Linked DNA regions of Mus musculus: regions 1 and 2 are each linked to region 3. A link is a contact called in public HiChIP or PLAC-seq data. All regions are on one chromosome and are shown on one strand. Each heading gives the region's core, a stretch centred on a gene start, on an enhancer-like site or on the middle of the called end of the contact. The rest is flanking DNA. Distances are from core to core; before and after follow the strand shown.

What was found. HiChIP or PLAC-seq counts read pairs in DNA pulled down with a chosen protein or histone mark.
Region 1: an H3K4me3 HiChIP or PLAC-seq map of bone marrow-derived macrophages shows a contact between it and region 3, with 2.5 times the contacts expected there. The contact joins the promoter of Cdk19 here to the enhancer-like site in region 3. A contact is called at or near these places in 1 of 39 promoter capture datasets (macrophages), 1 of 15 datasets of contacts at CTCF or cohesin (the NIH/3T3 cell line), 65 of 484 Hi-C or Micro-C datasets (the 63-12 cell line, the AML12 cell line, B cells and 41 more), 16 of 115 datasets of contacts at active chromatin or transcription factors (the HPC-7 cell line, the NIH/3T3 cell line, bone marrow-derived dendritic cells and 10 more) and 5 of 9 other capture datasets (adipose tissue, bone marrow-derived macrophages, liver and 2 more).
Region 2: an H3K4me3 HiChIP or PLAC-seq map of bone marrow-derived macrophages shows a contact between it and region 3, with 2.6 times the contacts expected there. The contact joins two enhancer-like sites. A contact is called at or near these places in 17 of 484 Hi-C or Micro-C datasets (B cells, CD4 T cells, the G1E-ER4 cell line and 13 more), 6 of 115 datasets of contacts at active chromatin or transcription factors (the NIH/3T3 cell line, bone marrow-derived macrophages, embryonic stem cells and 2 more) and 4 of 9 other capture datasets (adipose tissue, embryonic stem cells, liver and 1 more).

What each region holds. Positions count from the first base shown.
Region 1 is chr10:40,347,890-40,350,589 of GRCm38.p6, forward strand. Cdk19 (cyclin-dependent kinase 19) reads left to right here and starts at 1,419. Exons shown (of 13, transcript NM_001168304.1): 1 at 1,419-1,832. The coding sequence starts at 1,705.
Region 2 is chr10:40,371,327-40,374,026 of GRCm38.p6, forward strand. The region is part of intron 1 of Cdk19 (cyclin-dependent kinase 19); the gene reads left to right. Among named protein-coding and RNA genes, the nearest start is that of Cdk19, 23 kb to the left of the region's middle. Within about 2 kb of position 1,300, at least 256 of the 459 cell types and tissues checked have an H3K27ac peak or open chromatin away from gene starts, as enhancers often do. A contact at or near this core is called in the G1E-ER4 cell line, Th1 cells, bone marrow-derived macrophages and 1 more, where this site is marked.
Region 3 is chr10:40,274,957-40,277,656 of GRCm38.p6, forward strand. No RefSeq gene overlaps it. Among named protein-coding and RNA genes, the nearest start is that of Rnu3a, 18 kb to the left of the region's middle. Within about 2 kb of position 1,260, at least 93 of the 459 cell types and tissues checked have an H3K27ac peak or open chromatin away from gene starts, as enhancers often do. A contact at or near this core is called in ECoMG myeloid progenitors, the G1E-ER4 cell line, the HPC-7 cell line and 8 more, where this site is marked.

The DNA.
Region 1 (2,700 bases), core at 169-2,668, 73 kb after region 3:
AGCCTAACAGTCATCCTGCCGATTTTATCACTGTGCCTTGTGCCTTACAGTTCATATTATAGATGTACGCACGGGAGTCCTACACAATGAAATCGAAAGGCCTGATGATTGAAGCTCATGACATACAGAGAGGAACAAGAATTGGAAGTTTTAGTAGGTATTGGAGATAAATGAAGGAGAGGGAAGGAAATAAAGAGGAAATAACAAGTCGATTCTTTGTTTAGATGGTCTCCCCAGCAATAATGTTGTCTATGGATAGCTTAGCTGCCTTTTTGACACAGACACCTTATCAAATTTCCCTTTTAAATTTAATCTTGTTATAAAATGCTGCCTTTTATTTTAGGTAGTGGAAGAGAGCTGAAACGCGCGTGTCGAATGGATCTCAATTTCTTTTCGGTTTAAAAGCCATCAATATGCAGTGGGTCACATTTTTAGTAAGGCACTTTCTAAGTTCTTACAGTACTACTTTGAGGTGATGGGTTCTGAGCCTCAGACACCATAACGAATCAACGTCATGAGCAAGATAAATACCTTAAACCCCTAGGTGAGCCTCGCCATTACTGTAAAACACGCTTTACTACCCAGCAAAAACGATTGTTTTTAAAACGCTGCATTTTTGCAATCTTCCAAGCGCTTTAATTGTTCTCAGACAGATGGCTAAAGCTAGGCTACCGCACCCGCATATGTTAGGATAAAACCGACTAGAGCGCCAAGAAAAAGATGATTGGCTGTGGGCCGTAGAAGTTACACGGTTCCCCTAGCAAGAGCTGGGAAACCGCTGAATCTTCAGGTTTTGAAATACGGTTTTTGCATCGTAAAGAAAGAAGATTAACCTATCAGGAAGAACCGAGCACATCCAATTACCAATCAAGAGCGGGAAAACAGCCAAAGCCGGAGATAACCAGGCACCAAAGCGGACGTCACTCTTCAGTCTCTGCCAATAAGCCGAGGCAAGGGGCGGGGCAACCAGAGGATCAATTGCCCAAGAAAACAAACAATGTGTAGTACAACTGTCTAAACCCCAGTCCTAAGCTCCGGATGCGCCGGAATGAGCTCTAGAGCAAGGCTCTCGTGAGGTGCTTCCCGCTTTTCTAGCCTAATGACAGTCAGGGCCGGGTATCTACTTCCTAGCTCAGCAAAGGTGTCCTTCCCGCCAGCTCCCACGGGCTCGCAAAAATCCCGCTGCAACTTTGCGCTACAGTTTACAGGAACAGCAGTCGCGCGCTGAGGGGGTGGGGCGGCGGCAGAGCGCAGGCGTACATGCCTTGTGGAGGCGTGGCCCAAAAGGCCCCAGGAACTCTGGGAACTGTATTCCCCGCTCCCGAGGAGGTAGCACAACTCACGAGCCCTCTTGAACTACATTTCCCAGAATGGCTCGCGACCTTGGGGCGGGACGCTTGGTTCCTTAATGAGTTCGAGAAAGCCGCGGCGCGGCCCACCAGGTTCCAAAACAAGGAAATGAAGGGAGGAGGCGGGACTGTAGATGCCTGCGGGAGCCGCCGCCGCCGCCGCGGAGGAGGAGGAGGCGGAGGAGGTGGCTGCCGCGGCCGCCGAGGAGTCCCTTGCTGAAGGCGGACCGCGGAGCGGCGGGCGGCGCGCGCGCGCCCGAGCGACGGCTGTTGGAGAAGTGGAGCGGCGGCGGTGGAGGAGGGACTGAGTGGCGGCGGCCCCCGCGTCCCGGTTTCTCTATGGGGGAAGCAGACAATGGATTATGATTTCAAGGCGAAGCTGGCGGCGGAGCGGGAGCGGGTGGAGGATCTGTTTGAGTACGAAGGGTGCAAAGTGGGACGCGGCACCTACGGGCATGTCTACAAGGCGAGGCGGAAAGATGGGTAAGAGCGCGAGCGGGGAGTGGGCTCGTCCCGTCCCCTCCGCTGCGGAGCCCCGGAGGGCTGGGTGGGTCGGAGCTCCCGGGACGAGGCGGCGTGGGTCGCAGAGCGACGTCCCGGGGCTAACTCGGAGGCACTGGTGCTGCCGCCCCCCGCTGGCCGGTCGCGCCCCTCGAAGTCGTACGGCGCAGCCCCGTCGGGGGCGTCGGTCCCGCCTGGAGTCGCGGCTGCGTGATTAACAGCGGGCGGCGGGTGGAGACCGCGCCTGGAGGTGGAGTTTAGGGGTCTGGTCCCCGGGGACCCTCCGGAGGGCTTGGCTGAAGAGTTACCGGTTTGGCCCTGTGCTGGTGACGGTAGTGGTGGAACTTCCAATCGGCGCAGCGCCTTCCCGGGGCGGCGGTTTGAAAGCTCGCGGGGGCGCCTCCTGTCTGGTGGCGCAGCGCTTGGGGTCCTGGCTGGCCCCTTGGGTCTGACTTCCTTGCCAACCCAGACTTCATCTCTGATGTTTACCTGGGGACTTCCCGATCCTGCTCCCGATTCCCACATTTTAATATTCTGAATTCAGCACTCTGAAGGTGGACCCTGGAGAGAGATAAATTGTATATTACAAGATTTAAGTGTTCTCTGGTTGCTTATCTTTCCTGCCTCTTGGCTATCTTAGGTATAAGATATATCTTGGCTATCTAATTCCCCCCAACCCCCTTTAAGATAGGGTATCTGTGCGCCCTGCTTGGCCTGGAACGGAGAGATTCGCCTGCCTCTGCTAATCAGGTACTATCATTAAAGGCGTATGCCACCAAACCTGGTCCATTTCTCTTTTCTTCAGGAAGAAATCTTGATTTCTTCAAGTTCTTAGCCTCTGTCAAATGGC
Region 2 (2,700 bases), core at 50-2,549, 96 kb after region 3:
GATTCATTTCCACCAGCCTGCCTAGTGTGCGTTACTCATTTCAGCATTACCTCAGAATTCAATCTTGCTGTTGGAATAGCTTTAGCTTTACAGTCTAGCCCCACGCCCTTTTTTCTCTGCATCTGTTCCCTTCCAGGTGCATTTTAAATAGTTTCCCCCATCTATGTTCAATAATTTCTGGTTCTTAAGAGAGTGGGCCCTGAACTATAGGACTCACGCTTCATATTTTGTGAGGTTTATTTTTCTGTTTACTATCTTCCATTTTCCACATACATGTATTGGTTCTCTTACAGACTTGGAAAACAGTTGTTAGTTTCAGTTCATATGAGTGCACACTTCTGTGGTCTGTTTCCCAGTAGTCGAGGAGCATACGTGTTTTCCTGTTTTTGAAGTGTATGTAGTAAAAGTCAAGCACTCAAGCTCAGTTAGCATTTGAGTTTTAATTTTGTTTTTCATAATTGGTTGCAAAATATATGATGACCTGTGATACTTTATTGATTTTCTTGTTGTCTGATCTAAAGTCTGATTTCTTTGGCAGATATGTAGACTTACATCGGCATTTGACATTTTATGTTTTGGGCAGTGGAACTTTAAATATACATAAACTCTGCTGTTTGCCTCTGTTGTGTTTGGAGGTCCCAGGATGGCTTTGTGTGTGGTCCTCACGTGATGGAGGTTGCAGACTTCTCAGCTGAGAGTGAAGAGGGTGTTGCCTTCTGGTGTCATTGTGTGTGCTGGGGTGGGATGTATCAAGAGACAGCTTTCTGTGTTACCACGCAGCAGTTAAAACGATATCACAGATGCATCACTTTGATCACATTTATGATGCATTTTTATTCGTTATTACTAAAACCTGTAAAAGAAAAAAAAAAGAAAGAAAGACGTTGGAGCTGCTGAGCTAGCTGCTCAGTGGATGCGACATTTGGTGCCAGTAAGCCTGTTGCGTTCTAATCCCTGGGACCCGTGCAGTGGCAGGAGAGAAACGGCTTCTGCAGTGGGCCTTTGTGTGCTTGCTTGTGTGCACACCCACAGACCAGTGTAACAGAAATCAGAAAGCCATAGAGAGCTAGAGAGTGACTTTCACTTGCTCTGACATTAAGATTGGGAGTAACTCATAAAAGAGAACACTGGTATATTGTATAGTATGACTGTGCCATTTCTCAGACTTAGCTGCACTGTGGTTTCTTCTGGGAACTTGTCCAAGTCATTATTCATGTTGTATTCTTCCCTACTGCTCCTTTTACTGAAAGATTGCTTCACAATAAATAGAGAGGCAGCCTAATCCATGACTCATGACTGGAGGATAGACATTCTTGTGTTAGGTTCCGTGTGCCAGAAACGTTAGTCTCCAATATGCTAATTACCGCTCTTCCCAACTTGTTAATATGCTCTTCTCAAGTTTGTGCTTGTTTTAGTAGAGAAACAAACACATCCCACATACTTGTAAAATACATTTTTATAGAGGTTTTTTTAATGAGTTGCTTTTAAAGAAAATAATGAGATTAGGATCAGAAAATCTGATATACCTTTCTTGGGCAATGTTTCTTTGACCAAAAAAAGGGGATCATTTTGCCATTTATGTGCCAGATCTTATAAATATTACTTTTATGAGTTTATGCAAGTTTTTATGAATTTTCTTCATATTACTGGAACAATTCTTTTAACAATTGTGCATAGGCACATGCATGTAGCACATCCCTATGTGTGAATGTGGGTCAGCATGTACCTTGAGTGTTGGTCCTCACCTTGCACCCCGTTTGAGAGTCTCTTTTCCAGTGCATCAGCAGTGTAGTGGCCTGTGAGCTTCTGCAGATCCTCTGCCTTTGTCTCCTAGCTGGCTGTGGGTGAACAGGGATTACAGACAATCACATAATACGTCAGGCTTTTATGAGACTTACGGGCATTTGAACTCAGGTCTTCATTTTTGCATATTTGTGTGACAGCACTTTTACCTAGTGAGACAACTTTCTCAGCTCTAGTAACTTTGTATTTTTGTTTGGAGGCAGGGTACCAAGGTCTCACTGTGTAAACCTGGCTGGTCCAGAACTTTCTGTTGTGGACTGTGTTGAACTCGAATTCTCACAGATGCTTGTACCTCGGTCCCTTCAGTGCTGAGATTAAAGTTGTGCGTCAGCACATTTGGTTTACAGTTTTTTCTTTAATTAAAAAAAGATCTGTAGCAGCTAACAATTTTTTTAAAAAGATTTTTATTTAATGTCTATGAGTATACACTGTAGCTGTCTTCAGACAACCAGAAGAGGGCATCGGATCCCATTACAGATGGTTGTGAGCCACCATGTGGGAATTGAACTCAGGACCTCTGGAAGAACAGTCAGTGCTCTTAACCACTGAGCCATCTCCCTAGCCCCAGCTGACATATTTAGCAATATAGGTTATACTGCAAAGCATAAAGTTAATAACAATGTCAGTTTGTAGGTAGATTCTGAATGAGAATTGGGGTATCTGTTTTCTTGTTTAATTTTATTAAATTTTTAGAGTAATTGTTTTCTGTCCTTTGGAAATTGTGTTCTACTAGGTATCAAGTAAGTGTCTGTGCATTGTGCCTGACATGGAGGATGTGCGGTTCATGCGAGGTTGAGTAACGTTCATTTGCTCAAGACACAGCCAGTCAGCTGAGTTCACCGTTTGTTTCACTTGCTCCTATCTCTTAGCAGCAGTAGGTAGGACTTTCAGATTATT
Region 3 (2,700 bases), core at 10-2,509:
CAAATCCTTCAAGGTAGAAGAGAAATGACTTCTGACAGCTGACTTCTGACCACCACATGAACTCTATGGTGCATGAGCACCAACACACACACAGCACATATACCATACACACACAGAAACACACAACACACACACAGCACACATACCACACACACACAGAAACACACAACACACACACAGCACACATACCACACACACACAGAAACACACAACACATACACACACAGAAGCACACATACCACACACACACAGAAACACACAACACATACACACACAGAAACACACAACACACACAGCACATATACCATACACACACACACACACACAACTTTTAACAGATCCTTTATCTATCTGTAGCCCCTGTAAGGCTGAAGCAGGAAGATCACAAACCAATTTGGGCTACACAGTGAGTCTCAGGCTATTCTGAGTAAAAGTGAGACCCTATGTCAGTGTGTGTGTGTGTGTGTGTGTGTGTGTGTGTGTGTGTGTGTGTGTGTGTCCATCCATCTGTAAAACACTAAGAAAAAGTAATTTACTACAGAGTGAGTTCCAGGACAGCCAGGGCTATACAGAGAAAGCCTGTTATGAAAATCAAAAAAAAAAAAAAAGAAAGAAAGAGAGAAAGAAAGAAAGAAAGAAAGAAAGAAAGAAAGAAAGAAAGAAAGAAAGAAAGAAGAAAGAAAGAAGAAAGAAAGAGAGAGAAAAGAAAAGAAAAAGAAAAGGTAATTTAAATGTTCTTGTGATTGTTGTATTTAACAGGGTTGACAGTCTCCTGAGAAATGACAAAGGTTCACTGTAAGCATAACCTTGAAGTGCTGGAATTGGCAGCAGAGTCCACAGAACAGGGCTGACTTTCTGCTCCCAAGGTCACATTCTGGATTGGTTGTGAAGAATACTAGAGATGTGAGAGATGTGTCTATACACATATAGCAGAGCATAAAGCACGACTACAAGGATCGCTCTCAATAAAGAAGCAAAAAGAAAAATACTTGGGACCTTTTTCCCACCCCATATGCGCTAGGCCAGAGCTCCACCTCTGAGCTGTACCCTGACACTATAAGCAAGCTCTTCAGCTGCTTCTGCCTGCTTCAAAAAATAGGGGAACTGGGCTGCGTAACACCAAGGCCCCATATTGCCAGCAGCCCTGTTCCTTTTTAGGAACAAAAGGATCTTGTGGTTGAGACAGAACTAACAACAGTGAGCAGAGGACAGAGACCGAACTGCAGTGTCATTCACTCGGTAATGAAATATGAGGCACTCCATCATCACCGCGACACCCACAATTACAGCAGTCTGCCAGCACTTGCTGTAAAAAGAGCTCACTGTGCTCTCAAGATAGCCCAGTACAGATGTCAAGAAGTCCCGGTTCCTATCAGGGTTCCGGTCTTCTGAGCATCCCTCCTTCCTCAGGCACTTGTCCTGATAGGACCAGTCTCCACTCTGGAGAGTGTAAACTACTGGAGGGATATAGCCTTGTTCAAATCTCTATCCCATCTTACTATACAAAATGTCTTGCAGCTAGATAATAAGTATCATCAGATGATCACATATGGAGCAAGTACATTCCACACAAAATATTCATGTTTCCTTTATGCTAATTAAATAGATGACCCACGTAACAGGTTCATCCCCCTCTAGGAAGTACTAGCGGGCTGTTTATAGACTTTTATTAAACTGCAGCACCCTGGTGGCTCAGCACAGTGAGGAATGGTCTATATTGCCTGTTAATCTTTGAGTTCAGCTCAGCGAAGATGCACTTGCTGTGTCTTGCACCTTGTAAGCCTGGTACTTCACAACAAAGATACTAAGTTAATAGTCGATGATGGTCACGATCAACAGGAAAGGGACTAGCTTGTAAGGATTCCGGATCATTGATTACTACATTCATTCAAATGTTTGTTTCCAGAAGGACACTGCTTTGGGGTAACAGGTTCTGATCTTGGTAGGAGAGCCTGCAGCCTCTCTGAGCTCATTCCAAGGAAAGCCTTCTGGTAGAGTACTTTATCTTTTTAGCGTTCTTGAAAACTAGTGAATTTGGAAGAGAATAAAATGTAAGGGATGGAGGGTGTTGGGGGAAAAATGAAGGGAAGGAAGAAAGCAAAAGAGAGAAACAAGTTTTTTATTTATTTTGTTTTGGGGTTGTGGGGATTTGTTTGTTTATTGTTTTGTTTTGTTGTTGTTTTTTTCAAGACAGGGTTTCTCTGTATAGCCCTGGCTATACTGGAACTCACTTTGTAGACCAGGCTGGCCTTGAACTCAGACATCCACCTGCCTCTGCCTCCCGAGTGCTGGGATTAAAGGTGTGTGCCACCACACCCGGCTATAAAAAAATATTTTTTTTTGGTTTTGTTGTTTTTAAAGACAGGTTTGTCTGTCCTGGAACTTGCTCTGTAGACCAGACTGGTCTTGAACTCACAGAGTTCTGATTCATCGTCACTTTGTCACTCAATTGGACATCATTTTCAAACATGGATGCTTCTATGAACTCATTTTACCTTTTTTTGTTTGAGATTAAAGGTATGTCTGCATTCCAGCTAGAGGATTAAAGCTGTGTGTTCAAGGATGAGCCACGCCACAGCTAGAAACAGTTTTGTTTGGTTTTGGGTTAACCCAAACCTGTGTTCCACTCACATTTGGCTCCAAAACAAGATAACTCTATTTCCTTTGAAGTGAGAGTTGTGAGGTGGCTGGTGGATTGTG